Linked DNA regions of Mus musculus: all the other regions are linked to region 1. A link is a contact called in public Hi-C and HiChIP or PLAC-seq data. All regions are on one chromosome and are shown on one strand. The core of a region is the stretch at or near the end of the contact, and the rest is flanking DNA. Distances in the headings are between cores, read along the strand shown. Region 1 holds the start of Calb2 (calbindin 2). Region 2 overlaps Hydin (HYDIN, axonemal central pair apparatus protein). Region 3 overlaps Hydin (HYDIN, axonemal central pair apparatus protein).

Region 1 (4,156 bases), core at 420-2,919:
TGCAGATACACTGGCCAAAGCATGTCCCGTGTGCAACGCAGTGATGAGAGGCCGTGAGGCTGCTGTCAGAGCCCCTTCCATCAGGGAGCTGGGCACCAGAAGCAGGGAAGTGGAAAGGCAGCCTCTCCTTGGCCCCATTTTTCAGACTGAGAAACTGAGGCACCACCTTCAGTATCAGTAGTTCTCGGGCAGATCACCATCCCCCCCACCCACCCCCACCCCCCAGTATCCAGATACCTAGTCCTCAACCCCTCCAGCTTTCTCAGTTGCCTCCAAGGAAACTTCACCCACTGGCATCCTCAGACACTAACCCTTTCCTTGCCAAGGCAGACACTGGGAGCAGAGGACCTCTGTGCACCCACTTTCATACCTTACCAAGGGGATTCGGAGAGGAAGGAGAGAATGTAGGGAGTTGCTAACCGATAAGACTATTCCCTGCCCCCTCCCTCTCAGTCCCGGGATAAACAGGGCCACTGAGCCACCACCCTGCCAACAGGTCTGAGATGCCAGTGCATTCTGGGTGTTCATCTTAGCCAGGCGTTGGAGGGTGAATTGAATTTTTTTTTTCCTTTTCTTTTCTTGAGTGATAGAAAAGTCTCGGGCAATATCAGAAGCTGGGGGGTGGGAACAGAGGAGAGGTGAGGGACGGGGTGGTGTGTGTGCTCTTTTATATTTGAGTCAGATAAGACTGTAGACACTTAGAATCCCAGGTCTGGAAGCCACCTCCAAAACCATTCACCTGGACCTCACTTTTTGGGTTGGTCATTGTCAAGACCATGTAGTGGAGTGTTGGTCACTGGAGTGTGACACCACTCCCCTCCACCCCCATCTACAGACTCACAGGGTACCCAGGAATCTATATTACCAGGTAGCAGGCTGGGGGCTAATACCAGGACCCTCCCACCACATCCGCTGCTGCTGTAGTTGGGAAACCCACATACTGGTAGGGTTTTAAAAAAAAATAGATAAAGAAAGCCTTGGTTTGTTTAAAAAAAAAAAAAAGCCCCCAATGCATCCTCTACTCCTGCTCCTGGCCAACCAGGCTAGGGGAGCCGCCCCCTCCCCCCAGGTTCCCTTCAGGACGCTCAGCTTTCTCGAGCCTCTGAAACTGGTGATGGGGGTAAGAAGCAAGAAGGGAGAGTGAGGTTTGGAGACCTGTGGCTACGGGACTGGAAGCAGGGCGTTAGCTTGAAGGAAAAGGTGAGGAAGGAGGCAGGGGAATGTGTCATGGGAGCCTTTTTTTGCCTAGGCCTCCTCTCTGGGAACGCTCAGACTTGCTCAGAACCTGGGCCCTGGCCACCCTGCATTGGGAAAACTTACTGACAGTTGCCACCAGGGCAGCCGGGCATTTCCCCGAACTCAAGACCCCAGCAGGCTCTGCCACAGAACAAACCACTTGGGGGCGAAGCATACCTACCCGCATTGAGCCATGCCCCTGACCCCTTTGCCAAGCTCAGGTCCCCGAGGGTCAAGGGGCCCAGAAGTTGGGAGCTTTACTGACCGTCAGCATCAAAGTGCTTCCAGATTTCCAGGAACTGGGATGCAGTCAGCTCGGCCAGGTGCAGGTAAGGGGGCTGCTGCTGCGGGCCAGCCATGGCGAGCCGCTCCGGAGATCTTAAGCCTCTCTCTCAGCGCGCTGTCACTCGGTGCCGCTTGGCTCTGGTTCTCGCGCTGGGGCTGCGCGCCACGCTGCCTTTATATGCAGCCCGGAGCTGCGCCGCGTCGGGCCGCCGGAAGGGGGCGCGCACACTCAGGGAATCGCGCAGGGCGCGGCGCTGCACGGGCGGGGGCTCTTCTCTGCCAGGGTTCCTGGGGACCGGGAGAGAGTGTTCAATGAGACTTCTGGGTGCCCTCCGGGGACACCGCAGGTATTTAGCTGGAAATGGGGAGAGGCAGCTCCTGCCTTCCCTTCCCTCTGTCCATCTTGAGCACACCCAGTTTCTAGTCGCAGCAATAGCATTATTAACAAGTAGCAAAGCTAAGATTTGAGCCCAGAACTCTTCCTGTCCTGTGACTCCCTCGAGGGGTACCAGGATTGCAGGAAAGCAGGGTTCTCAAGGTTTTACCGTAGGTGGACAACTGGAATCGACAAGGTGCAATGAGGATTCAGATGGGAATGGAGGAACTACTCCACTGTTCAGTAACCCACTTCCCTCCGGTATCTGTCACATCCTGCAGACTTTTAGACCTTTATCCAGGTAGTAGCAGACTGGAGCCTCCCGTAGTCCCGTAGGTAGATGGCGGTAAACTCTGACCCAAAGATGTGCTGAACTTCTGTTAAAGAAAACAGACAGCAAGCACAGCACACCGTGGGGTCTCCTCAATCAGAGAGCCAGCCTCCGTCCCATATCCTCCCTACTCTAAAGGTCTGCAGTGTGTGCTTGCTTCTTGGACACCTTACCTTCAGAGCAACAGCAAGCACCCTGCCCCTAAAAAGAAGGACAGAGACTTGAATTGCTGCTCATTAACATGTGCTAATGAGTGTTAGCTGAGCTGCCTTCGAAGGGAGAGCAAAAGAGAAGGAGGTGAGAATCTAAAGCAGGTCGCTAGGGGAGAGGAGAACCCGGGGTGGGGTGGGGGGGAGGGGGGGGAGCGGAGAAGAGCAGGCTGTTTCCTGGGGTCAGGTTGAGGTAGCTCGGAGCTAACCTCAAAGGGCAACATGGAGCCCAAGTTTCAAAACTGCTGGTGTGTTGCCCAGGCACACAGTTTGAGGTTGTTTACAAGAACAGACTGGGAAAGACGCAGCAAAATAGGCTAACTGTTGGGGCTTCTGTAACCCAGCATTCCTTGCTGCCAGGGCTGAGAAATTACTAAGCTAGAGTCCCCCAGCCTGAGTCTTGCCTTCGAGAAGGCAAGAAGGCTCAGTCCTAAAGAACAGTTGCAATAGAATCAAACTCCTCGGGTCTAGTTCCTAAACAAACAACAACAAAACCTCCACAACGTTGTTTGGCTTACACAGCCTGTCTGTGCCTTGGCTTTCCGAGTCTGTAAAATGGGTGTGTGGGTATTGACATCTTGGATTGTTCTGGGGATTACATGAGTCTGTGTTCCTGTCCTTTATGCTTGTGCTCTCTGGTGAGCTTGGAAAGGATTCCTTGATCAGAGGGAGCACTGGTCAGCTTTCCATCGCCATGGTAAAATACCAGAGGAGGTCGAGTTCAAGGAGTAAAAATGTTTATTAGAGGTTTCAGTCTGTGGGCAAATTTGGTTCATTGTTCAAGGGAGCTGTCATAGGCAGAATGTCATGGTGGGGGCCTGTGGGGGGGAGAAGGCTCCTTATCTTGTGGCCAGGAAGTGAAAAAGAGGGAGGGAGTTGAAAGGAGAGGAGGAAGACAAGAGAACAAGACACAGCCTCCATGGACATTCGAATGACTTGTTACCTCCCAGTTAGTCCTATCTCCTTCAGTGTATTCAGTTATGGACCTGTCAATGGATTGATCCAGAGAGGAAGTCAAAGCCCTAACCATCCATCCACTTTCCCTTCCCCAAATCCCACCTCTGAACACCCGGCCCACTAGAAGCCAAGCCTTTAACACGGAAGCCTTTGGAGTCTGTTCCAGATTCAAACTCTTAGCTTTCTGCAACCCCCACCCCACCCCGAAGTTGCTACTGCTTCCTAGAAGGGCGAATGCCAGGGTGAGGTCCAGGGGCAGATGAGATAGGTGATGTTTCCAGAATACCAGCTTTTAAACTCCTAGGCACCCAAGGGACTAGCCTCAGACCTCCTGGCTCTAGCATCTGCCCTCGGGGTTCCTTGGAGTTGCCTCTGGCTCCCTCCCAGCCTGGGTATGCAGGCAGAAGCTGTTTGCTGGGTCTGTAAACATCCAAGGCAGTGCCCGAGTCTTCCTTCCCAGGGCTGCTGAAGCCAGGGGAAGATGGCTCCGGGTATGACTACAAAGGACTGACCACTGTGGACCCCAAATGATGCATCGGGACAGTCTCCATTGTTCACTTTGGAGGCACCAAGAGAGTCTGTTTCTGGGGGCCATTTTTGCTTGTCTCGGTCGTGTGCCCTCATGGGGGACCAAAGGGTTTAAACAAGCTCCTTTATACTCAAATTCAGTCCTGCAAAAGTCACTTAGGTATTAGAAGTCCCTGCCTTGGAGTGAGATATCGGTGAGTTTAAAGCCAAATAACTAATTGGAAGGCTTTGGGT
Region 2 (4,156 bases), core at 500-2,999, 370 kb after region 1:
TGTTGAGGAACATCCATGCTGATTTCCGTGATGGCTGCAATAGTTTGCATTTCTGACAGCTGTGTAGTTTTAATGAATCTCCCTGATAAGAGGTGGCTTAGTCGGGGTTTCTATTCCTGCACAAACATCATGACCAAGAAGCAAGTTGGGGAGGCAAGGGTTTATTTGGCTTACACTTCCATACTGCTGTTCATCACCAAGGAAGTCAGGACTGGAACTCAAGCAGGTCAGAAAGCAGGAGCTGATGCAGAAGCCACGGAGGGATGTTGTTTACTGGCTTACTTCCCCTGGCTTGCTCAGCTTGCTGTCTTATAGAACCCAAGACTACCAGCCTAGAGATGGTCCCACCCACAAGGGGCCTTTCCCCCTTGATCACTAATTGAGAAAATGCCTTACAGTTGGATCTCATAGAGGCACTTCCCCAACTGAAGCTCCTTTCTCTGTGATAACTCCAGCTGTGTCAAGTTGACACAAAACTAGCCAGTACAAGAGGTTGTTGTTTTGTTTTGTTTTTTACCGCATCTATTGATCATTTGTACTTGGTCTTTTGAGAAGTAACTTCCATTTCATTTGCTTGTTTATTGGTTGGAGTTTGGTGGGAGGTGTTTTAATTTCTGGGTTTTTCATCTACTCTAGATAGTAATCCATTGTCAGATACATAGCTGGCAAAAAAAAAAAAGTTTCCTCTTGTCCCATGAGCTGTCTTCACTCTGCTCATGGCTTCCTGTGCTGAACAAGCGCTCCTGAGTTTCAGGCAGTCCAGTTGTTAGTTCTTGAAATGATTTCCTGAGCTGTTAGAGTCTCTTTCCACCCCTGCCTATGTCGGTATCTTAAAGTGTTCTGTCTGTCCTTCCCTTTCTCTCTTTCAGAATTTCAATTCTTGCATTGAGGTTCTTAATTCATTTTGAATTGCTTTGATGAAAAAGATGGGTGTAGTCTCATCCCTTTACACGTGGGCACCCAGGGGTTTTTAGCACTGTCTGGTAAAGACACCGTCTCCCCTCAATAGATGGTCTTTTTTTTTTTTTTAGATTTATTTATTTCATTTATGTGAGTACACTGTAGCTGTCTTCAGACACGCCAGAAGAAGGCATCGGATCCCATTACAGATAGCTGTGAGCCACCATGTGGTGGCTGGGAATTAAACTCAGGATCTCTGGAAGAGCAGTCCGTGCTCTTAACCATTGAGCCATCTCTCCAGCCCTCAATTGATGTTTTAACTTACATTATATATTTGACAAGGTTAGGTGATGGAGTCACATGGGTTGGTTACCACGCTCTCTAGTTTAACTGACCAGCAGCGTTGCTCTTTTTCCTCATGAATGCTTTGGCAAACCAGGATCTTTGTGCTTCCATATAAACTTAGGATTGTCCTTCTATCGTGTGACTATTGTCCTCAGAGTTTCGAGAGGGGTTGCATTAAATCCAAAGATAGCTCTTGGTAGTGTGGCCTATTGTCACAATATTAATTCTGACAGTCTACGAGCATGAGAAGTCTTCCTAGTGTCTTCTTAATTTCTTTCTTCAACTCAAACTAGCTTATAACCTTGGTGTGTGTGTGTGTGTGTGTGTGTGTGTGTGTGTGTATTTGTGCTCCTTCCCAAAATAGTAAGAGATTCTTTTGAGTCCCTTTTGAGTCCTTAGAACAAAGAGAAGGCGAAAGGAAATGATGGGGAGTGGACTGTACCAGTAAAATGTTAGCCATCATGTGGCAGGTGGCCGGAAAACCTGGCCCAGGCAATGCCAAGGAAGTTGAATGCCCAGCTGTCTATGGTGGGACCCTGCCAGGAGCTGAAACTCATCCCATATGCTCTCTCTCTCCCCGCAATTGCTGTAGCATTTCTGCTTCCTCCTTGAGGGAACAGAGTACCCATAGAATCACTGATCTTGTCACTAACTCAGGAAACTGCTGGCCCTACCCTTTCCTACGACCATTGCTCACCAACCAGACTGCAGACATGCCCTAAGCACCTCTGTCTTTACTGTGTGCCCGAAGTATTTAAGCCTTTGTGCCCGTTTTGAATTCAGGCTCAAGAGGAACAACCCTCTCCACCTAAGGGAAGCAAACAGAAATTGAAAGACAAACCAGAGCAAGTGCGGGAAACTCAGAAGGAAAAACGACGCACTTACTCCAGCAGGAAAGGCCTCCCTGGGGGAACATCGGGGAGCATTGTTCCGATGTCTGACATAGACCAGAACAGCTTTGATGGAGAACACTCCCAGGAGAAGTTCATCAGGTAGGCCTTGCAGGAACAAGGGAGAGGGAGGATGAAGCCCCAAGTTGGGAGCACAGCTGTCAAGTACACCAGAGAAGTGCAGGGTTATAGTGAGGGAGGGGGCTTATAGCCTGCCATACCTAACCCCAGCTGTGCAGTACCTGTCCCAAGCAGTTCTCCTGTCCTCTTCACACGGTTACTTTAAATGTCTCTACGGTCCTTTCAGGCTGAATCACTTCCGGTGGATTGTGCCTCCAAACGGAGAGGTAACCTTGAGAGTGCACTTCTCCTCTCTAGATGTTGGCAACTATGACCAGACGTTTAATTTCGAGCTCCTTGGGACCCGCCGCCAATACCAGCTCTACTGCCGCGGAGTCTGCACCTACCCATACATCTGCAGAGACCCCAAGTAAGTGTATTTTATTTTTGAAAGAAAAGGTTGGAAAGTGTGTTTTTGAGTCACTCCACACACACCCCAAATCACTTTGAACAAGATGGGGACCAAAGAGAATGCTCAGCGGGTAAAGGTGATTCCTCCAAGTGTGCGTATGCATGCGCGTGCTTGAAATAAGGGCAACATATTTGGCATGACACCACTGGGTATCTCCAGACTAAAACAGAATAAACATGAAGTTAAAAGATAGAGAGAAAAGGTATTCTTCTGGCAAGTGAGTCTGCATAGTTAACAATTAAGCAGATTGAAAGCACTTTTACTCTAGGATGTGTCTTCCCGTTACACGAACCTCCCTAATTTTCTCATAGCCACTGAACTTCCCTGTGCAGTTTAGGTCTCACATAAACGCACCTCAGGGGAGCAAACTAGAAAAGGTGACTCCCTGCTGGAGCGAGGGGCTTTCTGTAGCTTGTCCTTTGTGTAATTCTCGCCCAGGAGCCCTGTTTTACTGAGGAACTGAGAAGCTGACTATTATGCACTGAAACTATTTAATAGTTTTTTTCTAGAGATTCATCTGGCTTTTTTTCTATTGGGGTGTTCTGGGGCAGACTATCCAGCTCGGCCCTGGAAGCCTTTTTCTCAAGTTCAAGACATTCCATCTTCTCTTAGAAAGCAGGGGATAAAGCTTCCATGGAGATCCCCACATTAGCTGTCTTCAGACATGGGAGCCTTCACTGAGCAGGGAACGCTGGGTTTGTAGGACACTGAACGCTGGGTTTGTAGGATACACATTTGTGTATCATTATTTTTACCCCTTTCTCCCCCATTTCAGAGTTGTGTTTTCTCAGAGGAAGAAAGACATGAAGTTAAAAGAAGTTGTTGTTAAGAAGTATGTTGTGAGCATGGAGAAGTTTTACTTTGGGCCACTGCTTTGTGGAAAGTCAAGAGACAAGTAAGTATGTCATTATTTCAAAGTCAATTGCAAACTTTGGGGTTGAACTCATGAATACTGCAAGTAGAGTTCTTATATACTCGTGGCTTCTATTGACACTGCCCCAAACTCCGAACCAGGAGGATTCAATTCACGTGTACCAAGTCTCTGCTCTGACACACAGACAACTTGGCTTCCCCTTTCCCTCGCGGGAAAGCCTAGAAGAAGACAAGGTTTCAGAAAGGTGGAATCAAGACTTCACCTTGGGATGTAGCAAGTCCAAGTCGTTTAGAAGATATCTCTAGGAACCACATAAATCAGAGACCAGAATATATGGTTTGGGTTCTCACAGGAGAGCTCTGTCAAGATGATAAGAATCTCCACTACAGACAGTGTGACACAAGGAGAGAGGGTGAAACAAGAGACTGTTCTACCAAGAGCTTCTCCTTACCCAAGAGGAGTCCAAAGTAGACACAGAAAGAGGGCCATAGAATCCCATGAGAAGAATGGACGATCAACTCCGTCAAATGCTACAGGAAGATGGAAGTGCAAACATCTACTGGGTTCAGCAACATGGATTTCATGGGGAAATGGGGGCAGGAGTCCTTCTGGGAG
Region 3 (4,156 bases), core at 773-3,272, 350 kb after region 1:
CTGTAGAACTCAGCTGTGACTTTTTCCACTAGGGAGTTAGGCGTCCCTAGTCCTCCAGCAGGTGCAGTGTGGCTTTTCTGTACATAGCCCCAAATACTGGGAGAGGGGAGAAGGGAATTGCAGGAAACGATAAGCCAGCGGGGAACTGTAGCTATGAGGGAGCCCTGGAGAGTTATACGCTGAGATGATTGGCAGGAGCATTGAGGCCGAGTCTCCCCGAGACCTAGAGGACCACTGATGTTGCTTGGCTTATGAGACAAAGAATGTGTCCTCCACCCCTGGTCTCCTTCAGGGGTGCCCAGCCCATCTTTGAAGTCAGAATCCCAGGGGGCACAATGAGACAGGGCAAATATGTCAAGCAAGGGGGCCATAAGACGACTCTGAGGCTCAGGGCTGGCACAAAGGCACTCTAGCAAGTGCTTATCTAAGTAGATTTTAACTGAAATTTTAGAAAGTGGGTTATTTCAAGAGGGAGCTGAGAAGGTAGCAGTCTGCTTGGAAGGAGAATCAGGAACAAAACGGAGAAAATAACTGCATGAGTGAAGGTCCCATTTGCTAATAACCACATACTTCTTGTTTAATTCATTCTTCATTAGAGTTGGTTCTGCTGAGGGCAGAAAAAACTCTGCCCTATCTGCTCCTCGACCTTACCACTGCCCAAAAGCTCAGAAGGTTAAGGGTCAGATTGTCAAGGCAAGGCCTTAGTGCACACGCAACTTAAGAAACCCTTGGCTTCTGGGCCAAGAAAGAAAATGGGCACAGACGGTTATAAGAGCTATAGAAAAGATGGGCAATATGGTAGTTTGAATGAGAAATGACCTAACACACACACACACACACACACACACACACACACACACAGCTCAAATATTTGAATATTTGGTCCCAGTTGGTAGGGACCAAAATAAAAACTAAAAGTCTATAAAATTGCCTTTGGTCATAGTATTTTATCACAACTATTAAAAATTAAAAGTAACTGATGCAGGCACAAAAGAGCTCAGGACCCCAGGGGAGCCATCCTCTGATACTCAGTGGGTGGAGCCTCTTCTTCCCGCCCAGGTCAGTCAGCTGTATATGAAGATTGCTCAGTATTCTGTAAGAGAGTAACATAGGCTGCAGTGTATTGTCCCCCACTGTCCTTTCCTTCATATGGTGACTTTTACTGAAACCCCACCTTCTTCCAGCAGCTCATGAGTCTTCAATGACCCAAAATACTGTGGTACCAGCACGACTAAGCACTGAGAACTTGGGCAGGTTTACCTCAGAGCTCACTCTAATAACCCAGGAATACAAAGTTCCGAAGACCGTGCGCGGGAGTGTGATGCTCCCCAAAGGCAAGGCGGACAGCCACTTTACTGGGTCTCAGAAGCAGCATCACCAGCACCAATCCGAAACACCGCAGGTACAGGTACGCAGGGATCCCTGGAAAGAGGGTTGGGAATCCTTCCTCCCCCTTCACAGCATCCTGCGGCCAGGCCAGCACCCCGTGGCTGCCCTACACCACTCCTTCAGAAACTAGTACACAGCCACCTGGTACCCAGTAAGCACTATTCTATTACTGGCACCGCACTGGATCCCAGAGGGATGACAGTGACAAAAGGAAGGTCTCCCACTCAAGCCGCAGTAGTGGCGAGTCGACGAGGAAGCCGATCATGCTCACAAATTGCCTGGAGCAAAACGGTGACAGGAGATAGCCACAAGAGAAATTCGGTTGAACCTTTTAGAATCTCATAATAATAATAATAATAATCTCCTATGACTCAAACAGTACAAGAGGAACATAAAGGATTGTCCTATTAAAATAAGTGGTGCTGGGCTGTAGGGAAAGTCGGTGTAGGTCATAAAGAAGTCATTTGGCCCCAGCCACATGCTGGGGAATGTAAACTGCCATCTTGGCAAAAACGCCGTGCTAAAGGCAGAGACATCCAATGAAATCAAGGAATGAGCAGTGGGTAGAGAGTGAGGGCCAGTGAGTATCAGCCCTTGAGATGTGAGCGGAAGGGCTGGAAGGACTTGCCAGGGACCACGCCCAAGGTCAAGTGTGTGGTCACTGGGAGAGAAACAAAGGCAAAAGTAGGAAGCAGGCCTGAAATGAATGCAGCCCCAGGGGACTTGTCACCCATGGTAACGTCTATGTTCCCAAGCCACGTGTTCTGCTCAGAATAGACCATATTATCGTCTTCTTAAAGAGCAGGAAGCATGGGTGGATGGTACTCTTGCAAAATGTAAGGTCCACACAGGAAGAGATGAGATCCCAAGAGAAAAGGAAAAGGGTTGATCAGTTAAAAGATAACTCCCTCTGGGATCCATAAAGGTTCAAAAGAAGAAAAAGATACAGCTAAGGATAGGAGATGTGAGATGGAGGGTGGAAGTTGGGGAAATCTTACCCTATCACTCTTGTATGTATGTGTATAGGAGGTATGGTCTTTTATAGGAGGCAGTGAGGAGTTTGGGGTTAGAGGCTGCCTTCCCTACAGGGGACTGGTAGAACACAAATATCTCCACTGTCACAACGGGACCCGAAACTGGTGCTGCATAAAGAGAGAGTTGAGAATGCCGACGGCCCAACTAAGACTAGAACCTCAAGTTCACAGTTTTACTAGTTCCCCCAAGTGGCCCCTGGCAGGCCTCATTCAGAGACAGAGAAACAAGAAGTTGTCGTTGGAGCAGAGGAAGGGTATGCTCAGAACTAGGTACAAGGCAGTTCAGGTGGCGTCAGTAAGAGGAGGCCAGCCAAAGTAAAGAAAGAATTAGAGGACATGGAGGGGGAACGGGAAGATCTGAGGGTCTTCAGACCCTCAGTCTTGGAATCACGCTGCCTAGGCACCAGGTGTTTCATAGTAGGTATCTAAGGTGGACAGAGATAGCTGAAGATCCTTATAGAGAGGAGATACAACAGGCTCATAGAACTTCATAAAAAGAAAGCCGAGCATTAAATTAGGAATGCAGGTTAAGTAAAGATTTAGCTCCTAACAGGAATGGAGACCAGAATATAGATGGGACAGGTGAATGGAGCAATGTCCGCCCTGGAGAAGACACCTACAGGTGGACGGAGCATCTCAGGGGCTAAACTGGTGCCCAACAAGGTCTTTTATCTGCACCTCCCCTATAAGTGCGTTTTGTGTTCATAGTACCTTGTGAGCTGGAGCCCCTGGCTCGTTTTCTTTGGGAGCCCCAGCCTTTAACCCTCTTCCCTGAGAGCTATGACATTCTTTACACCGATGCTCGTATTTGTTAAAAATAGGGCATCATGGTAAGTTTTGCTTGTTTTCCTTCTATCAATCTAGAAGTAAAGACTTTTAGAATGTTTTGGGGACAGCAGAAAATCCCAGTTCTGACTCTAGCTCTCTCTCTCTCTCTCTCTCTCTCTCTCTCTCTCTCTCTCTCTCTCAGTAAACAGTAACCCTAAAAGAAGTCAGAGTAGAAATCAGAACCTGTATACCACATGTATACATGTGCACGAGCTCACACAAAAGCACACACAACCCTGCACTGCTCAACATGACAAGACCCAAATGAATTGGAGACAGATTCTGAGCTGATCACTCTACCCATCTATACATGTGCACTGGTTCCCATCCCTCTCCCTCTTATTCAATTCAGGGGTTAAATCCATGGTCCTTGCCCTCCTTTTTTTTTTTTTTTTTTTTTTTTTTGGTTTTTTGGTTTTTTGGGTTTTTGGTTTTTCCAGACAGGGTTTCTCTGTATAGCCCTGGCTGTCTTGGACCTCACTTTGTAGACCAGGCTGGCCTCAAACTCAAAAATCCACCTGCCTCTGCCTCCCGAGTGCTGGGATTAAAGGCGTGCACCACCATGCCCCCTCCAGCTCCTAACTCACTCTTCAGATCCCCTTCTCTGTTTCCTCCAAGGACCACTTCCTCTGTCTCAGTCGCCCCTGATCTCCTTCACCAGTCCCATCCAGACATCCACCTGCCTTCCAATATTCCACCACCACCATTGCTTACCAGATTCCATACACGCTGAACTCCCGTGTGCTCCCAAATCAGCTCACGCACGCAGCTCCCTCACAGAGACAGTTCTCAAGTTCTTGTCTCAGTCTGCCATGGTTCCAAGCTTATATGATCCTCCCGTGATTCTCCACCCCTTCACTGCCCCGTCATTCCCTTGCCCTCTCACTTCCCCACCACACGCCTCC

Evidence for each region. Hi-C and Micro-C count contacts between places; a contact is called where the count stands out from the background. HiChIP or PLAC-seq counts read pairs in DNA pulled down with a chosen protein or histone mark.
Region 2: a contact with region 1 is called in a Hi-C map of cerebellar granule neurons, with 1.6 times the contacts expected there. The contact joins the enhancer-like site here to the promoter of Calb2 in region 1. A contact is called at or near these places in 11 of 39 promoter capture datasets (3T3-L1-derived adipocytes, the C10 cell line, HPC-7-derived erythroid cells and 6 more), 2 of 15 datasets of contacts at CTCF or cohesin (embryonic stem cells and stem cell-derived epiblast-like cells), 8 of 484 Hi-C or Micro-C datasets (brain, cerebellar granule neurons, embryonic stem cells and 1 more), 5 of 115 datasets of contacts at active chromatin or transcription factors (VIP interneurons, bone marrow-derived dendritic cells, embryonic basal ganglia and 2 more) and 1 of 9 other capture datasets (embryonic stem cells).
Region 3: an H3K27ac HiChIP or PLAC-seq map of embryonic stem cells shows a contact between it and region 1, with 3 times the contacts expected there. The contact joins the enhancer-like site here to the promoter of Calb2 in region 1. A contact is called at or near these places in 15 of 39 promoter capture datasets (the 3T3-L1 cell line, 3T3-L1-derived adipocytes, the C10 cell line and 11 more), 1 of 484 Hi-C or Micro-C datasets (brain), 8 of 115 datasets of contacts at active chromatin or transcription factors (embryonic basal ganglia, embryonic midbrain, embryonic stem cells and 1 more) and 1 of 9 other capture datasets (embryonic stem cells).

Annotation. Positions count from the first base shown.
Region 1 is chr8:110,166,543-110,170,698 of GRCm38.p6, forward strand. It overlaps Calb2 (calbindin 2), which reads right to left and starts at 1,670. Exons shown (of 11, transcript NM_007586.2): 1 at 1,502-1,670. The coding sequence starts at 1,595.
Region 2 is chr8:110,536,277-110,540,432 of GRCm38.p6, forward strand. Hydin (HYDIN, axonemal central pair apparatus protein) reads left to right here. Exons shown (of 87, transcript NM_172916.2): 49 at 2,029-2,237; 50 at 2,443-2,625; 51 at 3,443-3,562. Among named protein-coding and RNA genes, the nearest start is that of Gm21283, 36 kb to the left of the region's middle. Within about 2 kb of position 1,750, at least 4 of the 459 cell types and tissues checked have an H3K27ac peak or open chromatin away from gene starts, as enhancers often do. A contact at or near this core is called in cerebellar granule neurons, where this site is marked.
Region 3 is chr8:110,517,894-110,522,049 of GRCm38.p6, forward strand. It overlaps Hydin (HYDIN, axonemal central pair apparatus protein), which reads left to right. Exons shown (of 87, transcript NM_172916.2): 42 at 1,188-1,408. Among named protein-coding and RNA genes, the nearest start is that of Gm21283, 18 kb to the left of the region's middle. Within about 2 kb of position 2,023, at least 8 of the 459 cell types and tissues checked have an H3K27ac peak or open chromatin away from gene starts, as enhancers often do. A contact at or near this core is called in embryonic stem cells, where this site is marked.